Regions from separate parts of the Hordeum vulgare genome. Here region 2 is linked to region 1. A link is a contact called in public Hi-C data. All regions are on one chromosome and are shown on one strand. Each heading gives the region's core, a stretch centred on a gene start, on an enhancer-like site or on the middle of the called end of the contact. The rest is flanking DNA. Distances are from core to core; before and after follow the strand shown.

The links. Hi-C and Micro-C count contacts between places; a contact is called where the count stands out from the background.
Region 2: a Hi-C map of leaf shows a contact between it and region 1, with 4 times the contacts expected there. The contact joins two enhancer-like sites. A contact is called at or near these places in 4 of 6 Hi-C or Micro-C datasets (leaf and seedling) and 1 of 1 datasets of contacts at active chromatin or transcription factors (embryo).

The regions. Positions count from the first base shown.
Region 1 is chr4H:518,746,096-518,752,801 of MorexV3_pseudomolecules_assembly, forward strand. No RefSeq gene overlaps it. Among protein-coding and RNA genes, the nearest start is that of LOC123446750, 28 kb to the left of the region's middle. Within about 2 kb of position 1,411, at least 2 of the 3 cell types and tissues checked have open chromatin away from gene starts, as enhancers often do. A contact at or near this core is called in leaf, where this site is marked.
Region 2 is chr4H:519,569,822-519,577,340 of MorexV3_pseudomolecules_assembly, forward strand. It overlaps LOC123449240 (a long non-coding RNA gene), which reads right to left. Exons shown (of 3, transcript XR_006631980.1): 2 at 6,772-7,519; 3 at 5,794-6,216. Among protein-coding and RNA genes, the nearest start is that of LOC123449240, 5.9 kb to the right of the region's middle. Within about 2 kb of position 2,145, at least 2 of the 3 cell types and tissues checked have open chromatin away from gene starts, as enhancers often do. A contact at or near this core is called in leaf, where this site is marked.

The DNA.
Region 1 (6,706 bases), core at 161-2,660:
CTTCAATCAGATCCTTTTGAAGATCATTGTGCGTTGCGGGGCGCCGAATGACATGATAGGAGGCAACAAAACGGGCTACCCTTTCAGCCCTCCGTCGCACTCGCACTCGTGCGGGCGGCGACGGCGGCGCGGGGATAGGCCGGGGAAGCGTTGAACGGTCGCCGGGGGCGCGAGCGGCGGCGGCGGCGCGGTCGGATGGGGGCGGCGCGAGAGTGGAGGAGCGAGCGCGGGGGCGCGGGAGAGAGCAGGAGCGAGCGCGGGAGAGTCGCGCGCGCGGGAGCCGGCGCAGCAAATAAGGGGCGCGAGATTGCGTTTCGGCCAGCGCGCTGAACTGGAAATGACGCGCGCGCCATTTTCATGCGCCCACTGGAGCTGCCAGCCGCGTTACGCACGCGTTAAAACTGTCTTTTTTACGACGCGGCGCTTGTATAACGCGTCTGTTGGAGATGCTCTAAATAGAGTTCGCCCGTGGCAATCCCTATTTCCCGCCAATGCGCAGCGAATCATCGAGGAGGAACCGCTCGCACCGTGCGCTGGTGGGCTGACCCAGTTCACACGAGCGGGTGCTGCACGTTCCTGCTTCAGGTTTTTTTTGTCCATTGTTTTTTTTTGTTTTTTTAATTTCGTTTTTCCCTTTCTGTTTCTGTTTATATTTCCATTATTTTATTCCTGTTTATTTTTATGATTTACTTTTTCTTATTTTTACTGTTTCCCTTTTCCTATATTAATCAAAACTCATTGTGTGTTGTCAAAATGTTCATCGTATATTTAGGAAATATTAACGGTATATTAAAAAAGTTCATCATGCATTATAAAAAGTTAATTGTATATTAGAAAAATGTTTAATGTATATGAAGTATTTCCTGTTTTTCTAAAATTTGTTCAGTGGTATATTACACAAATGTTCAATCTGTTTTTGAAAAGTTTTCAACATATATTACAAATGTCCAATCTGTATTTGAAAAGTTTTCAACATATATTACAATTGTTCAATCCATATTCAAAAGTTGTTCAATGTATACATTTATATATTTTTGGAAAATGTTCATTTTATATTAATTTATCGTGTATAATTTAAAATGTTCATCATATACTAAGGGAATGTTCAACAAATAATACAAAATCTTCAATGCCGATTTTTCAAAAAAAATCAGTTAATGTTTGCTACTTAAGTCATCGCCCGTGAATATATCACTTGAACTCACCGGTTCGGTTGGCTAGTACCACAAGCATATGAGAATAAAGTGGTGATTTCGAGTCTCTCGAGCAAACACTTTGTAGTTTTTTTTGTGTGCCTGCAGTTCAATAGCTCGAAATGGGCCGGCCCATTAGCGCCAGTCTTTAGGCGGGTGGAACATAGGAGCTCTCTCCGAGAGCAACTAATTAGCGAGCACTCCTTCGAGAACTCCAAAGCCGTGCCTTCAGCGCCGCTACAGCTTAGTGGCGCCCACGCATTGCCCGACTGGGCCTGGCCCAATAAGGTTGATTTACGCGTTTGGTGAGACCGCTCGAGACACTGTAAGAGCGTAAAAACCAGCAAAAAAGCGGCCTTTTCGAGAATTCAAACTTGAGCCAAGGTCTTTACATACGAGTGTGCATCACCACTAGAACAACACTACTTCCTTGAATTATAAAAGCGCCAAAAGTACAAGAAAAGCTTGTGGCGCTATTTATAACATGTGTACTGTATCACACAGTTTCCTGAATTATTTTTAAAAAGCTCAAGGATTTGAATAGTTTCATCAATTTAGAAAAAAAAATGTTATTTTTTAAGAAAAGCACACAACTTCGAAAAAAAGTTCATCAATTTATAAAAAAGCTCATTGACTTAAAAAATCATTTATTTTGAAAAGTTTCATTGATTTTGAATCAAGTTCATCGATTTTGAGAAAAAAGTTCATCAATTTTCGAAAAAAGTTCATCTATTTGAAAAATGTGCATTGATTTTGAAAACATTTCTTTGATTTCAAAAATAGTTCATTGATGTTGAAAAAAGTTCATCATTTTTAAGAAGTTCATCGATTTGAAAAAAGTTCATCGATTTTGTAAACAAATTCATCATTTTCAAAAAAAGTTCATCGATTTTGAAAACAAAATCATCATTTTCAAAAAACTTCTTAAATTTGGAAAACGTTCATTTTTAAAAAAACAGTTCATAGATTTTGATAAAAAGTTCGAATAAATGTGAAAAGTTCATAAATTTTTTAAAACAAGTTCCTCCATTTATAGATAGGTTCTTCAATTTGAAAAAAAGTTCACGGGTTTTGAAAAGTTCTATTCATGGATTTAGAAAAGAACTTCCTCTATTTGAATAAAACAATTAGGAATTTCGAATAAAATAGTAAAGGGTAAAGAAAAAAAGAAAAAGAAAAACAACAGAAAACAAAGATGGAAAAAGGAAAACGAAGAATAGAAATAAAAGGTGTAAAAAGTCTAAAGAAAGCAGATCTTGGTCTGTGGATGGGTGGTGTTACGAACGAACCGTCAATCTCTAGGTGTATGGTTCGAATCCCAGGAAGACTGATGTTTTTGCGGATTAAAACTGTAAATTGACGGGCCGGCCCAGCAAGTGGTGTGAAATTGCACACAAACGGGCGCCTGCAGCGCTAAATAGGTAATCCCCACTTTTCGGAAATCTTCCAGAAAGCACTCCCTCACACCGTTACTTGGCACTTCATTTTTTTTTCGCACGCGTTTTTGGTTTTTGAGTTTGGTTTTTTCCTGTTTTCTTTCTGTGTTTCGGTTTTCGACAGGTCTTTCCTAGCTTTTTGAAAAAAATGCATGAAAAAAAATGTGTTTTTTAATTTTTTGTGAGAGAAAAAAAACGTTTTTTTTTCACTTTTTTTGTGAGAGGGACGGTTTTGCTTTCACGAGAGACATGATTTTGCCTTCATGAGAGGCACGACCGTACCTCTCAGAAATGAAAACAGAAAATGTTTTTTGTTTTTTTATCATGAGAGGTACGGTTTTGTTTTCGCGAGGGCTCAATTTTGCTTTTAAGAGAGGCACGACTATGTCTCTTGAAACGAAAAAAACAAGCTTTCTCTTTTTCTTTTTATCGTGGCTTGCACAGTTTTATTTTCGCGAGAGACACGGTTTTATTTCCGCGAGAGACACGGTTTTATTTCCGCGAGATCTTTGTCTGTGGTCGGGTGGTGTTACGAACGAACCGTCAATCTCTAGGTGTATGGTTCGAATCCCAGGAAGACTGATGTTTTTGCGGATTAAAACTGTAAATTGACGGGCCGGCCCAGCAAGAGGTGTGAAATTGCACACAAACGGGCGCCTGCAGCGCTAAATAGGTAATCCCCACTTCTTCGGAAATCTTCCAGAAAGCACTCCCTCACATCGTTACTTGGCACTTCATTTTTTTTCGCACGCGTTTTTGGTTTTTGAGTTTGGTTTTTTCCTGTTTTCTTTCTGTGTTTCGGTTTTCGACAGGTCTTTCCTAGCTTTTTGAGAAAAATGCATGAAAAAAATGTGTTTTTTAATTTTTGCGAGAGAAAAAAAACGTTTTTTTTCACTTTTTTTGTGAGAGGGACGGTTTTGCTTTCACGAGAGACACGATTTTGCCTTCATGAGAGGCACGACCGTGCCTCTCAGAAATGAAAACAGAAAATGTTTTTTGTTTTTTTATCACGAGAGGTACGGTTTTGTTTTCGCGAGGGCTCAATTTTGCTTTTAAGAGAGGCACGACTATGTCTCTTGAAACGAAAAAAACAAGTTTTCTCTTTTTCTTTTTATCGTGGCTTGCACAGTTTTATTTTCGCGAGAGACACGGTTTTATTTCCGCGAGAGACACGGTTTTATTTCCGCGAGATCTTTGTCTGTGGTCGGGTGGTGTTACGAACGAACCGTCAATCTCTAGGTGTATGGTTCGAATCCCAGGAAGACTGATGTTTTTGCGGATTAAAACTGTAAATTGACGGGCCGGCCCAGCAAGAGGTGTGAAATTGCACACAAACGGGCGCCTGCAGCGCTAAATAGGTAATCCCCACTTCTTCGGAAATCTTCCAGAAAGCACTCCCTCACACCGTTACTTGGCACTTCATTTTTTTTTCGCACGCGTTTTTGGTTTTTGAGTTTGGTTTTTTCCTGTTTTCTTTCTGTGTTTCGGTTTTCGACAGGTCTTTCCTAGCTTTTTGAGAAAAATGCATGAAAAAAAATGTGTTTTTTAATTTTTGCGAGAGAATTTTTTTTTTCACTTTTTTTGTGAGGGGGACGGTTTTGCTTTCACGAAAGACACGATTTTGCCTTCGTGAGAGGCACGACCGTACCTCTCAAAAATGAAAACAGAAAATGTTTTTTGTTTTTTTATCACGAGAGGTACGGTTTTGTTTTCGCGAGGGCTCAATTTTGCTTTTAAGAGAGGCACGACTATGTCTCTTGAAACGAAAAAAACAAGTTTTCTCTTTTTCTTTTTATCGTGGCTTGCACGGTTTTTTTTCCGCGAGAGACACGGTTTTTCCTTAGCGAGAGGCACGACTATGCCTTTCAGAAATGAAAAAATGTATTTTCTATTTTATCACGAGAGACATGATTTTGCTTCCGCGAGAGGCACGACCATGCCTCTCAAAAATGGAAAATATGTGTTTTTTGTTTTTTCTATCACGAGAGACACGGTTTTCCGTCTGGTTTTTCGTGATTTTTTTCAAAAACGTATCAACATGTGGTCTAGTTTTGAAGATCTTGATGTGAGCAGCAAAGCGATGTAACGGTTCAAGATTTAAACGCACGCTTTAAGAAATAAAATATTTTTAAGATACAAATTTACAAAAAAAAAAAAAGGTTACGACATGTGACATATATGCAGTATGTCACTTATGTCAATCTAAAATAATAAAAATGATCTTTAAAAAAATACTCATCAATTAATGATTTCGAAGCTCTTGTCGCTTAGTGCGAAATGTACGCCGGGCTCACGTGAAGGTTTTCCCCTTCTCGTACTTATGGGGCCAGCCTCTTTCAATGCTTTTTTTTTTATGTTTGCTACTCGCTTACTCCCTCCGTACCTAAATATTAGTCTTTTAAGATATTTTACTAGATGTCTACATACGAAGCAAAATGAATGAATCTATACTCTAAAATATATCTATATACATCTGTATGTAGTCCATTAGTTGAACCTCTAAAAAGACTTATATTTAGAAACGGAGGGAGTAATTCGGTTTGTTAGCTGGGTTTTGATCGCTCGATCAATAGTTTAGATGCTTATTTCTTCGTTCTGTACATTGCTTGCATTGTATAGTTTTCATTTGTTTTGTTTTCCTTTCTTTTCTGTCTTTGTTTCATGATTTTCATTTGTTTTTTCTTTCTTTCTTTCATGCATGTTTTCTTCCGTCTTTATCTTATCTTTCTTACAATTTTCTTCGGTATTCAATGGTTTTATGTATCTTCATTGGTTTTCCATTTCTTTTTTACTTTTTTTACTTTTCCTTATTTTCATTGTATTTTATGTTTCTCTGTAAGTTTTTTTTTATTGTTTCCATATTTTCATTTTTTTTCTCTTGGGTTTCAACATATTTCTTCATTTCTTTCTCTATTGGTTTTGTTTTGTTTTACTTATTTTCTGCTTTTTCTTTTCTTTTTATAGTTTATCTAGATTTCATTGGTTTTCATCATTATTTCAATGTTCTTCTGTTTTTTAAATTTTATTTCGCATTTCCTTTTTTGCTTTTCAGCACTTGTCCACTTTCATGTATACACATGGCATACTTTCTGTATACATGTTAAATATTTTCTAGTAAATCTTTAACATGTGTACTAATATATTTTTTGAATTATTTATATATTGCAAATATTTTTATACATCTTTAACTTTATTAAATACATGATTAACATTTTTTGAAACCTATGTTTTCATGTCTATTTTTAACATAAATAGTGTACATTTTTGGTATGCTTATGATTTGTTTAATATATATTTTAAAAATGTGTTTTGATTTCTATTTTTTTCATTGTACCTTTTCTATATACACCTTAAACATTTTTAAACACGTTAATAATTTTGAAGTACCTGACTATTTGTTATGTAAATACATGTTTTGATGAATACTTGTTTTGTTATGCGTTGTAATTTTTACTTGTAAATGAGGATCATTTTGTATGTACGTGTAATGTTTTTAAAATATATAATTAATATTTTTAAAATATGTGATAAACACTTCAAAAAATGAAAGGGAAAAATAAAAATAAAAATTAAATGGGAATAAAACAGAAACAAAATAATAAAAAAAGATTCAAACCAGAAGAAAACGGTAAATGAAAAAATGTAAATAGAAAATTGAAGAGAAAAGAACAAAGCATTTATGCGCTGGCTGGTGGTAAAAGCGGGAGATGCCACAGTACGTACAAATTGCTAGAAGCGATGTATAACTGGTCCCTCGTATGAGTTTCTCAAAAAAGGAAAAAAAGCCGCTCCCTCGTATTTCGATATGGACCAAGGAACCAAGACGTGCTAACAAGAAAAAAAACAAAAAAAAACCGCTCCCTCGTATTTCGATATTGTCATCTGCCTTCTGTTTCTAGGTCGTGTGCGTTTCGCTTAAGGAAATAGGTACGTAGCAAAGACGCCACCAGCGTGCGTCGATGGTTGTACAAAAAAGATCCCAGCTGGTTGCTTCGTTTCCCAGTGCGTCTCGTTCATACCCCTGCCGTCGGCCCGTACAAACGAACTGCACGCTTACACGTGATAGATACACGTCGT
Region 2 (7,519 bases), core at 895-3,394, 820 kb after region 1:
CTTCACATATTAGTACCAAGTTCTCAGAGCGAGTTATTGAGTGAACCCAATGACCAAAATTTCTGGCTCCGCCCCTGTAACCGCTAATAACCAAACTGTTTAAACCCATATCCAACTATAACCAAACTGGTTTCTCCACATACCCAAACCAAAACCAAACCAAAAAAGTTCAGCCCAATAAAACCTGAACCATTCAAACCCAAAGTAAGAACCAAACAGTTACACCTAGTTTTTTAATAACCATTCTCAGGTTTAATCGAGTGGACACAAAGTGCATGTGCAATGACTCGAGCACAGGAACGTGCACTTGCCTATTTAGACTGTGTGCCCTTGGCGGTACCACACTACGATCTTGGGCCACTACAACAATTAGTACCACGTTATCAGTGTGAAAATGAGTCTACTCATGGTGGGAAGTATCATATAATAATATCATGCATATGATACTATCGTTTGATACCCCTTCATAATGCATAGTATCATAAGGTAGTATCATAGGTCACCTTATTTATTGACATGCATAACACATACTCCCTCCGTTCCTAAATATAAGTCTTTGTAGATATTTCACTAGTGGACTACATATGAATGTATATAGACATACTTTAGAGTGTACATTCAATCATTTTGCTCCGTATGTAGACACATAGTGAAATTGCTTAACAGACTTATATTTAGGAACGGAGGGAGTAAAACATAGCATTTAACATGGTACGGTATGTACCTATGTTACTCTAATCCTTTCTTTCTTCTTTAACTCTCTGTCACATCAACATGTTTACTAGTCTCAAGTACATGATACTATCTAAGATATCCCACTATGGCCAGCCTGAACCAAACTGACGCTTATCTGAACCTTTTATACAAATGGCCCTAATCTAAAAAAATCATAAACTAATCCTTTTACATGACGCTCGGGGCTAGGACGCCATACTAGATAGCATGACGTCCCAGGCTATGGGGTCATGCTATTTGGCATGACGCCCTAGCCCGAGGCATCATGCTACATGTCGCTACCATGACGTCCGGGACTAGGGCGTCATGCTGTCTAGCATGGCGTCCCGCCCCGGAGTCATGTAAAAAAGGATCAGTTTATGAAATATTTTCAATTTAAGACTATTTTGTGTTGAAGTTCTAAAGAAGGGTTAATTTTGTTCATTTTCACGCTACCAGCTAGCCGGAGAGACGAACAGACAGAGACGTAAAGAGAGAGTGAGAGAGAGAGGTAGGCTGGTGATTAAATGGTTGCTGGTCGCTGGTTAGCAGTGAGGGAGCAGTTGGCTGCAGGGGAACACCACCTCCATGCACGCGAACAAACCACGGCCCATTCCGCAGCGGGCAGTACGTACGTACGTGTACGCACACACACCCCAAAGGTGGCGCTCTGCTCCACGATAGAGCACGCACGTTCCCCTTTCCTGGCCCCAGCTGCGATCGTGTTTCGTGCACCCCTGGTTAATTGGCACGTACGTACTCCGTATGGACGTATGGTTGCATGTCATCCCTCTGGTGGGTGGTTACGCACGGCGCGTGGTAGCAGGGGGCTGCATGATCAGCAATCTCCAAGCCATTCGAATCATCAGGAGACAGGCACGTTCGGCGTGGCGCGCGTATACGTACGTATCAGTACGGTACGGCCGGCCCATACGCGGGCTGCATCGATCGGGAAAGCGTCGCCCGTCGGTCGTACCGCTGGCCTTTTCAGCCCCCCATCCTTTTCGGATGCAGGGCAGCAGGCTCATGTTCATATACGGACGCGCACGCATGTGGCCTCCAATCCAGTAAGATGTCGATACATATACGCACGCACCGTCCGTCCGTGCTGATTGAACTGCTCGTGCTCGATCGACATGACTCGAGTCGAATCGGATCGTGCGCCGCTACAGCGGCCGCGATGCGCGCGATCCAGGCCGGCCCGCGACGGAGCTACGAGTACGTACGTACAATTGGCCGGTACTGGAACTCGAAGGTTTTGCCTCTCAGCAGACGACACGAGCCAGGCAGGCAGCCGGAGTGGTGGCCCCTCGGCCCCGGCGTGCACGGGAGCGGGGACGAATCGGGCCGTGGTAATGGTATCTGCTGCCGGTACGTGCACAGTGGCGGGCATGGACGCATATGCGCCGGCACAGTGGCTGGCACGGCGAAAGGGGTAGGGGCGATCGCGCCCATGTGGTGGCTGCCTAGCTGGTGCCTACACGGGCGGGCAGGCATCGGGGGATCGTGTCGCTCGTTACCCAGTAGCAGCGCGTACCACCGTACCGCCGGCCACCACAACATTATCGGCCCCTGTCTCTCGCGCGGCAGGCAGCCACCCATGCCTGCCCTGCCCCGTGTCACGTCGCCGTCCACCGCCCGCCCATCGCCTCGCCGGAGCGGTTTCTTCGTTGCCGTTGGCGCTGCACGCACGGAATGCCACGCATATGCTACGCTATGCTATGCTAGCTCCATCTCGCTTGATTGGTGATCAGGTGGTGTTAATCCATCAGCACGTCGGATGGATATGCATTGCATGTTACCCTCCGTCTCCGATTATTATTCCAGCTAGGAAGAGACGTGATGTGGAGAGATAACACTGTGGTAAAAAAAAATTAAAATTGTTGAAGCGACATGCATGCATGTGTCGCCACGCATATTGGCTTATCGTTATCGGTGGATGACCCTGTCTCACTCTGACACGACGGAGACGGGAGGGGGGGTAGCCGTGTTGGTTCCATGCCGACACACGGGAAAACTTATAGTTATATTTTACTACTACTATTACTACTACATCGCTCGTCGGGCGACACGGAGACGGGACGAGACGCGACGGGCACGCGCGCCTGCGCACAGTAATCTGATGGGAATTGACTCGCCAGCATCCACTGCTCCTGGATCGGAAGAAGGGAGGTGGTGTAGTAGTACGTGCGTGCACGGTCCGGTACGTAAAACAGTGCTCGCCATGCATTGGTTGTGCAGTGACAGTAAGTACTCTACTTGGCCCGTACGTAGTACATGCTCCGAAAGATCACCAGGCACAGGCAGCCATGAAAGTTCTCCAGCAAAGGGGCCCATCACCCATGGAATGCAAGCAATTTCACACATATTTGTAGTACGTCGCCTGCCAATTATCAAGCTAGCTAGTAGCCTGTAGCCGTAGCTAGTGGGTAATCCTGATCGATCGATGAGATCGATCGGTCCAGCAGCTAGCTAGCCCTGTGCAGCTGCTACGAAAATGCGTCTGTCTTCATGTGCCCCCGACTCCACAAATTTGTTAGGTTGCAATTCATCACCGGCGTGCAACTGGGCCATCGCAATTACACGGCTTAAACCAAATCGCAGGACCATCCCCACGCACGCGCATGGTCCACCGAACAGTGTGCATTGGCCCATTTCTGCAAACGCAAACATGGTCTCCATCCTCCGGACAATCATGGCATTGTTATCAGTAATCATCTTTCTTGTCTCAAAAAGAAAATAATCAGTAATCATCTTTCTTTCCATCTATTTTGGAAAAGTCTATCCCTCAACCGGCAAATCGAGCAGAGGACATCCGTCACCTCCTTCGATCGACACGTGAGCATGTGTCAGGCGTTCCTCGCAGCTCCGGAACCGCGGCATCCTCTACCACCTCCTCCACCTCGGCTTCCACCGGAGCGGGCGCCTCCTCGGCGGTGGCGAAGATGTGCCAGTTGCAGGGTGCGAGCGCGGTGAAGGAGAGGGAGGTGCTCGCAGGGAGGAAGGCGGCGGCGTGGAGGGGAGGAGGCGGAGAGGGAGCATGGCCGCTCGACAGCGACGCCGGCTGGCCATCCGGCCGCCGCCCATGCCGCCCATGAACGTTGCAAAAAAATTTTACAATTTGACATTTATTGCAAAAATTCCTGAAACATGACCTTTGTTGCAAAAAATTCTTCCGCAAAAGTACCTATGTTGCAGAAAGACGAAGAAAAAAAATCCTGCAACAAGCAAATTGTTTCTGAAACTCGACCGTTGTTTCAGGAATTAACGGGTCTAAAGTTTATTTCTTGCAACAAAGCGAAAGTATCTGCAACTCAGCCATCGTTTCAGAAATTATGGTGTGCCTGGTCGAAGCAGATCGGACAGCTACGTGTAGATCGGACGGCCCTTCAAGTGGTGGATGCTTAGTAAACATCCACCGATGGATGCGTAGCAGGCCCCATCTATTTTTCCTTTTTTCTTTTTTGCATCAAACATGGCGCCGAAACTAACAAGTAACGACAAGGGCATATATTTTACCGGCAAGATGCATGCGCGTGTCGATAATAAAAAAATAAAAATAAAAACAGCAAGCGTTTCCCAGCAGGGCCACAATCTGAACTATAGCAAACTTGATTGATTCAGATCAAAACAGCTGCAGTCTTCATGTGACATATCGACTGTGACATGGGTATGCCTAGCCCCAAACAGACTGAAGCCGGGCCAACTTATTTACCAGAGCCAACAGGGAGCCCCTCCATGTTGCACATTTTTCTACAGCCATGCTTGGTTATTCTTATTGGACAGATAAAGTGACAGAATGGGAACATTATGGAAGAAGCATCATCCTCTGAGTCGAGTTATCCCAGACCTGAGAAAAGTATCGGATGCACCTTAAGATAAGCCTGCTTTAGCCCCATTTGCAGTCAAGAGACTTTTCCTCCCTTTCCTGCTAAACTCACCACTGACGTGCCATTGTAAACTTTGCCACAACTAAGCTTAGCCACAGTGTCGCTAACAAAATGGTCACAACTAGTGTGGCAAGATTTGACAAAAAATCGAGTCTATGGCATGTGAACCATGTAGCTAAAATAGTGTGGCAATGAACCAAATACGTTCCTAAGACATCGTGGCATGAGTAAGTTTAAGTGTGGCAACCTTAGACTGCAAACCAAACAGGCCCCATGTGATTTCAAGAAAAAAAAAAGGAAACAACATTGTAATCCGTGATCTGAAACATGATCACTGACCCATCTGGCCATTCCTGATGCAACAATATACCTATTAGATCACATCTCACATTTAGTAGGTGCGTATTTTTACATAAGAAAAACAACACATTATCAGTTGGTGATCATGGGGGAAAAGTACAGTGTGCCTGAATGAATATCAGAAACGCGTTGGTGTGGACGCGCCAAAATCAAATCAAGTGGCAAATATCTGGCAGAATCAATAAGAACTTTTGAAACAAGACAAGGCATGAACAGAATATGTTCCAGTGGTGAATGCATTTGCTGGGACTTATATGGCAATTCTGTCTGGTGTGGCTATATGTGTGTAATGCTTGTCCCGCCATCTCCCCCCCCCCCCCCCCCCCCCCACCCACCACCACCGCCAGCTGGATTCGGTACTCTTAAGACCTGCTATGCGTGACCACAATTGCCTCTATCATTTGATCCTACAAAGCTGGGCCTGCGCGCAAGGGTGGCCCAGACGTCATCCACTCATACTCAAAGCCACGACGTGCAGAAAGATGGGCGGTCGGATTTTTGACAGCAGCGTAAAAAGGACCTGGCACGGTAGATCGTGCGAACCAAAATCACGCCGCGACGCAGATCGGCCAGTTTGGCGGGTAGTCTAGCGTCCTTTATATGTTCGATAGCTGGCACTTTGTGCCATGGGCACACATGGCTCACCTCATTTCCATTCGTTCAGTCAAGGCTAGATAATTTTGAAAAATTACTTGTAGAGAAACTGTAATTGATAAATTGTTGGGTGAGCACCATCACTTCAGGTTGCTGTGTATTTACTATGTAACTCTTCAATCTCTCTAAAACATTTCAGAAACCTATCTCAGCCTAATCAATCAACAGAGGAAGAGAAAACAAATAAAAGATTGCACTACTGTGGAAAGTACAATTTTCGTACAAGTACTTATCCAGAAATATATTGTGGTTCTACTAGTTTGCATAATAGCGGAAGTTATTGCACATGGAATGAAGATCTACTCTAATACAGTAAATAGCAACAGCACAAGGGTCTTCGCTTGCAACCATATTCAGAACATTTAATTCACTGTGGTATGGAATTGAAAGCAATCAGGTGTCTTCAGAACCTTATTCTGACTCCAAATGCTGTAATGCAGGAATTTATTCTGGATAATGATGGACGAACATTTAAAAGGAAAAGGCCAAAATTTAAAGTCCACAGAGACAGAAGCACCACCTGTCTCCGTCAGCGATGACAGCCAGCATATCACCATATCCTCATCTGGTTCTCAGCCACTTGGGTAATTGGTTTACACTACATCAATAGCAGGCACAATCACCAAGAATTAGCATATCACATCGAACAGAATCCAGAAGAACAGTTGAGATGGTGGTGATTTTTAATATGGCAACCATTGCAGTCTTAGGTGCTCATCTTGCAGTATATATCACATAACTCAGCATTATTAAGTCCAGACACACACAGTTTGTGCTCAAGTGCCCAAGTTGAAGAACAAACTTATGAGAGAGATGCTTCCCAGAAACAGCCCCCCTTTCTACTTCCTAGAACGGTTCCTTCGAAAGTTATTCATGGCAACATTGGAGGCACATGCATGAAAAATTCAGAGTATAGAAAGTTGGAAAATAAATAATCAGTTTCAGGGTTTCAGCAAACAGTTACAAATAAGAACTACAAACAACCCAGCAAGTTTCCTCCATGATAGCATAGAAAGCAATAACATGGAACTCTTTTTATGATGCATCTAAAAAGGATACAGGAAAACCTCTAGCCAACTAGAATATAGCTAAGGAGATGCAGCATAGAGCCAGATATGGATGACCACAGGGAAATCAGCAGCCACCTACTTACTCGATATTTCAAAAACTTCCGCAAACTAGCAGCTTAGCAATATATCCTTTAGTACTTTGGCCCCATCCTAGCACCATAGGAGTTAGTGACCCTGATAATTGCCACCAAACATACCAAAAAAGCTGCAAATCTGCTGCTGCAAAAAAAAAAGGCTGGCAATATTGGCACATTCATATAATTGATCACAGTACCTCACTTGGAAGCAGAACACCTGGTGAAGTACGAGTCATACGTCAGACCGCAGTAAAAATGCAGTAAGAAGTTATTAATTATGATAAGTCAAACTTGCACGGATTCTCTTACGTTCACATCCACCCCTAAATCCCACAATAAACTTTCTGAATAGAGTTCTACCTATTTCTTTCCTACTTTATGAAGATTGGAGTTGGTGGTGAGTTCACATATGGGTTCAACATCATTTCCAAATAAACAAATACACGCATCCCCACATGTGGAACTAGCAGCCTTTGAAGAGACATATAAACAAATGTACTTTACGCACATGTGAAATCTATCATAAATAGACACATACACTACTTTCATGTGAGACCAACTTTTTTTGTAAAAGGCACAGATAACAAAGACAAAAATGTGACTTCAACTCAAAATCAATCTTGGTTTTAGTTCTCTTCCCAAGCTACCATGGTCATTTAAAATTCTCTGATGCTGCATGTCTCTCACTGTATTTTTGCTATCTTTTCTAATCATAAATCACGTAATTGTCGTAAAGGACACTAAAGTTATTTCA